Regions from separate parts of the Sus scrofa genome. Here region 2 is linked to region 1. A link is a contact called in public Hi-C data. All regions are on one chromosome and are shown on one strand. The core of a region is the stretch at or near the end of the contact, and the rest is flanking DNA. Distances in the headings are between cores, read along the strand shown. Region 1 holds the start of NT5DC1 (5'-nucleotidase domain-containing protein 1). Region 2 holds the start of RWDD1 (RWD domain-containing protein 1).

What was found. Hi-C and Micro-C count contacts between places; a contact is called where the count stands out from the background.
Region 2: a contact with region 1 is called in a Hi-C map of skeletal muscle, with 2.2 times the contacts expected there. The contact joins the promoter of RWDD1 here to the promoter of NT5DC1 in region 1. A contact is called at or near these places in 1 of 5 promoter capture datasets (fetal skeletal muscle), 1 of 47 Hi-C or Micro-C datasets (skeletal muscle) and 2 of 2 datasets of contacts at active chromatin or transcription factors (alveolar macrophages and skeletal muscle).

What each region holds. Positions count from the first base shown.
Region 1 is chr1:81,744,482-81,747,181 of Sscrofa11.1, forward strand. NT5DC1 (5'-nucleotidase domain-containing protein 1) reads left to right here and starts at 1,437. Exons shown (of 12, transcript XM_001928200.4): 1 at 1,437-1,713. The coding sequence starts at 1,621.
Region 2 is chr1:82,159,918-82,162,645 of Sscrofa11.1, forward strand. RWDD1 (RWD domain-containing protein 1) reads left to right here and starts at 1,454. Exons shown (of 7, transcript XM_001928520.6): 1 at 1,454-2,064. The coding sequence starts at 1,992.

The DNA.
Region 1 (2,700 bases), core at 187-2,686:
TGTGTAAATAATTTGTATATCCTCTTTTAAATGATTTTATTTATTTATGTATGTATGTATTTATTTATTTTTATAGCCACACCTGTGGCGTATGGAAGTTCCCAGGCTAGAGGTTGAATCTGAGCTGCAGCTGCAGGAGTACACCATAGCCACAGCAACACCAGATTTGAGGTGCATCTGTGACCTATGCAGCAGCTTGAGGCAACTCCAGATCCTTAACCCACTGAGCAAGGCCAGGGATGGAACTCACACCCTTGGGGACATGATGTCTGCCTGCTGAGCCAGGAGACTCTCTTAAATGATTTTAAAGATCTCAAAGTCTTAGTCCTTCATATCCAGGGATTCTCAGAAATAAATGCTCTGAGCATCCATTGTATGTAATGAATTAACTTTTCTCCTATACATCCAAAACGATACTGGCTATATACAGTCCTTGAGAGAATTGAGAACATTGTCACTCAAATCACTGTGTTCTATAAATTTTAAAACCTCTGTTTGCATAAAATTCTCTCTTTTATGGTATGTTCTATGAAGTTTCCAACGTCCTTTCATAGAAACATTCATTACAATTAAAAAAAATAGGATAATCAAATAACAACCAATATTGGTTTCCTTAATCATTGTCATTTTGCAAAATGGTCCTTCACGATTTCTAATAACTTTATTTTCTAACGTCTCCAGGGGATGAAATGTTGAAAGCCCTCCCACTATTTACTATGGAATATAAGATTTTTATTTATTTATTTATTTGTCTTTTTTCCATTTCTAGGGCCACTCCTTTGGCATATGGAGGTTCCCAGGCTAGGGGTCGAATCGGAGCTGTAGCCACCGGCCTACGCCAGAGCCACAGCAACACGGGATCCGAGCCACATGTGCGGCTTACACTACAGCTCATGGCAACGCCAGATCCTTAACCCACTGAGCAAGGCCATGGAACGAACCAGCAACCTCATTGTTCCTAGTCGGATTCGTAAACCACTGTGCCACGATGGGAACTCCTGGAATATAAGACTTTTAAAAATTTAATCCATAGTTAGAGATCTCGTGGGGAAAAAAATCTTCCAAATTATAGGCTAATTGGGTCAGAGGGATATTAGTGGATAAAATTTTCTCCATAATCTTACATTATTTCGCATATAAGAATAAAAGGGTCAGGTGTAACTTGATAGTCCCTTGGTTTCCCAGGCGCCTGGAAAACGAAGGGAAGCCCGGGTTAATTTTGTGGCTAAGGCTACCTTCCAACAGGGTCTTAGTTGCGCCCCAAATCCTGCAGTAGTGGCACGGCTCCAGGTCACATCCTGCGTTCGGCCTTCACGGAGGGAGTGACGGTGGTAACGGTGCGGCAGGAGCCTGCATGTGGGTGCCAGCAGATCTCCCAGCTGCGAAGCTGCGGGCGGAGAGCCAGGCAGGCCGGCCGCGAGGGGCGGGCATAAGCGTGGCCGGGGGCGGGGCTGGCGGGCGCGGGAAGAGCTAGAGGCCTCCGCGCCGCGTCCACGGGGCGGCCGCAGCCCCGCCCCGTCCCGCCCCGCCGCGTCGTGCCGGGCCGTCCCGCAGCGTCCTCTCTGCGCACTCCTCGCCGGGTACCCGCGTGTAGGCGCTTGCCGGTGCACCCCGCGCACTATGGCTCAGCACTTCTCCCTGGCCGCCTGCGACGTGGTCGGCTTCGACCTGGACCACACTCTGTGTCGCTACAACCTGCCCGAGAGCGCTCGGGTGAGTGGCGCGGGCTGCCGGGGCGCACGGCGTGCAGCCTCCATGGCGGCTGGGGCTCGAGTTTCCTCCCGGCTTCCGCGGCGGCGACGGCGGCGAGCGTCGCCGGGGCCCTGCAGCCGCCGCGCCTTTGCGCAGGAGTCGGCCTCCCACCGCGAGGCGGGGAGGAAATGTGCATCCCCTCTGTCCCTGCCGATCCTGGGGGCGCCCGCTTATTTAGCTCAGCCCATAGCCAAGTTTGAGAGATGAGTAGGGAAGAAAAGGGGCGAAGGAGAGGGTTAAATCGTGCAAGATCGGGCTGGGGAAGCGGTTCCTGGGGCAGAGGAAGGGCGGGATTAGGGGACCTGGGGGTGTCCTTTGCAGATCCCTGGCCTTGGAATTTCTCTGCTAATCATTCTGACCACCCGCAGAGCATCGATACAGCCACCTGGTTAGCGACATATATTTTCCTTGGCTGTATTTTTTTCTTTTGCACATCCATGCGACCACCTGTCAGTTTTTAAACCCTGCAGTCTGGGAAGGATTGTGTGGTATATAGGAAGAAAGACTAACCGACAAGTTCTTAAGATCTTAGCTCTGATTTCGCCTTTTACCAGGAGAAGGAAATAAATATTGCTCACCTACTGCGTGCTCCATGTACCTTGAGTGAGTTCTGTCCCTGACAACAGCCTGGGTCCTCAGTGCACTTTAGGAGGAAGGGAGAAGTGGAGGATGTATGATTCTACACTTATGACCTTAAATGAATTGTTCTCCTTCTCCCATTCCTTTGGTTTCGCAAGGAAACTTACTGTGAAAAAATAACAGAAAAAAATATTTTAAGTCAAAGGTCTAAGTATCCAAGTCAGAAAAGCTGGTTATGGTAGTCAAAGGGAGGACTCTGCGGTCAAAGTGCCTTTCAGGCAAAGGCCTTCTGTTACTACTCCGTGACCTTGGGCTAGTTACTTAACTTGTGCCTGTTAGTTTCCCCATCTGTAAAGTGGGGCTGATAGT
Region 2 (2,728 bases), core at 204-2,703, 420 kb after region 1:
ATCAACTTCCTTGCCAAACTCATTTTGTTTTCCTCGCCTATCATTTTTATCATAAGAACTTCATCTTTCCAGTCATTCTAACCCCATATTCCCCTTGACTCCCTTTCTCACAACTCATATCTAACTCCTGACAGCTTCAAAATATATCCAGAATTTGTTCTGTCCTATAGCTCACGTTATTGTCTTTTGCTCAGATTATTACCATAGCCTCCTAAAAGGTCTCCATACTTTTAGGCTTGTTGCTCTTAAATATATTTATACTCAGTAGCCACTGGGGTCTTTCTAAAGTAACAGAGTCAGACTGTTACTCTTTAAACTAAACTCCCTGATGACCCTACATGATGTTCATCTGCCACACCAGCTTCCAAAACACCAAGTGGGCTCCCACCTTATGACCTTAGCATTGGCTGTGCCCTCTGCACAGAAGCTCCTTCCCCAATAACTCAATGATTTTTCTGAACTAAGAATATTCAGAACAAGAAGCAACTTGTATAATTCATTTTCATCAGGAGAGTTCCCACTTTTTCCCTAAAAGTTTAAAAGAATGCCTTAAATAGGGAGTTCCCATAGTGGGTCAGGAGAAACAAATCTGATTAGTATCCATGAGGATGCAGGTTTGATCCCTGGCCTTGCTCAGTGGGTTAAGGATCTGGCATTGCCTTGAGTTGTGGTTCAGGCTGGCAGCTACAGCTCTGATTCAACCCCTAGCCTGGGAACCTCCATATGTCGCCAGTGCGGCCCTAAAAAACAGACAAACAAAAAAACCCCACAAAACTGGTTCCCCCTACTATACAAGTAAAACCAGCTTTAATATAGAAAACAAAACAAAGGAAAATACAAACGAGTGTGAAAAACCTTTTATTATGTCTGAAAACTGTTTGGAACTTTAAATCTTTTAATATGTCCTTTCATTTTTTTTGCATTAAAAAAAACTTAATACAACCACGTTTCTTATAAACACAAATAGCTAATTAGCAGTCTTTCCTCAAAAGCATTCTGTTAAGCCATTTCCTTAGCTTGTGTCATAACAGTTCTTTGATAATCCTCCGTAACTGCTGCGATGAACTGGAAGAGAACATTATTACAATGTCATTATTTCTTTAGTTTCATTCTCCCAAATAAAAGGTTCTGACTCTTTTTCGGAATAATGATAATTACTTTTACATTGCTTACCAAAACTGTTAAAGAAACTTAAACACCCATTTCTTCAATTCACAGAAATATGCTATCAGACATATTTGGATCTATATTAAGCCGAGTTCATTTTACAAATTCAAAAGCGAAGCCTAGAGATCTGAATCTAGAACTAAGGTCTACGGACTTTGAGTTGATTTCTCCCCAGATTCTCTGAGGCTATTCAGCCCGATCCAGTACTAGAACTTCTGCTCTTCTGCCCACACTCCCATGGGACGTCAAGAACTTGAAGGTTCGAGAACCGTACAAATCACCTAGGACCCGTCACTAGCCAGCACTAAGACGCGAATCTGTCCCGTCGGTCTCCGCTACCAGGTCACAACCCGGAAACCGGAAACAAATTTGGCGGGGGGCCCAAACGTGCCGACCCTGGCTACCCAATGCGCCCCCGGCACGCCGGGCCGGCCTCAAGCCCAGATACATCGAGCGAAGTGCTATGTTTGTTGAGGGGCTTCTCAGGCTCAGGCCCTGCAAAGCCCAGGAACCAATTCTTAGGTGTCCGTGGCAAATGCCAGACCAGACGCCAATCCTATCCCAGCAAATCCCGACCGGGCGTGGGTCAGGCAGCCCAGCAGCCAGGCCTAACGAGTCGAACGCGGAACTAGGGAGCAGCCGGAGGCCCCTTCGGGGAGGTTGCTCAGCAGGCCTAGCCTGGCTTTGGACCCCAGGCCTTCCAGACGGGGACTCTGCGCCTGCGCCCGCCGGGGCGCTGCCTGCTCTCCCGGCGCGGCCGCGGTACCGGCTGCAGCGCGCCGCCTGGGTGTCTGGGTGATCCATGGGCTGCAGCGAGGGCCGCGATGACAGATTACGGCGAGGAGCAGCGCAACGAGCTGGAGGCTCTGGAGTCCATCTATCCTGACTCCTTCACAGGTGACTTCCGCGGCCGCGGGCCTGCAACTACCTGGCTGTGGAGTGGGACGGGCCGCAGCCTCCACGGCCTTCGGCATCCCGGGCCAGGATGGAGAAGGGAACAGCGAGGCCGCGTGGCCTCCTCGCCCACCACTTTCCTCTAGTTCTCGCGAAGTGTGTACAAGCATTTACTAGCGACTCTATGGCTGTTTCCCCCTCTCCGCTAGTTCCCTGAAATCTCAAAGTCCGGGCGAGGCTGGCGAGGTACCTGGAGTTTCAGGCAGGCCTGGGATTCAGTCGGGGGCGCTTTGGTTTTTGTGTCACTTAGCAGCCAGGGATTTAGTAAAACGAACGTGGATATTTCAAGTGGGAGGAATCTTTCCAGAGCCGCAGAAGTGTCAGCTTTCACATTTTCTCCTTTATTCAGGTAGAAGCTGTTTTTCCTAAGATGGTGTTTTAAAGTTTGTGAGTTCTCAAAGTTACCCAGAATCAGTTTTGAGAGTAGCGCGGTCCCTGAAGTTCGTTGTTTTTCTTTTCTTTCTTTAAAAAAAAATTTTTTTTCTTATTAACATTCTGACATTTTGCCCAATGCCCAAATGAATGAGGGGGCCCAAATTTCAGTTCCGTGAGATCACAGGTAACTGAACTAATAGTAGGGTACCAAACATCATCTAGCCTGGCTTCC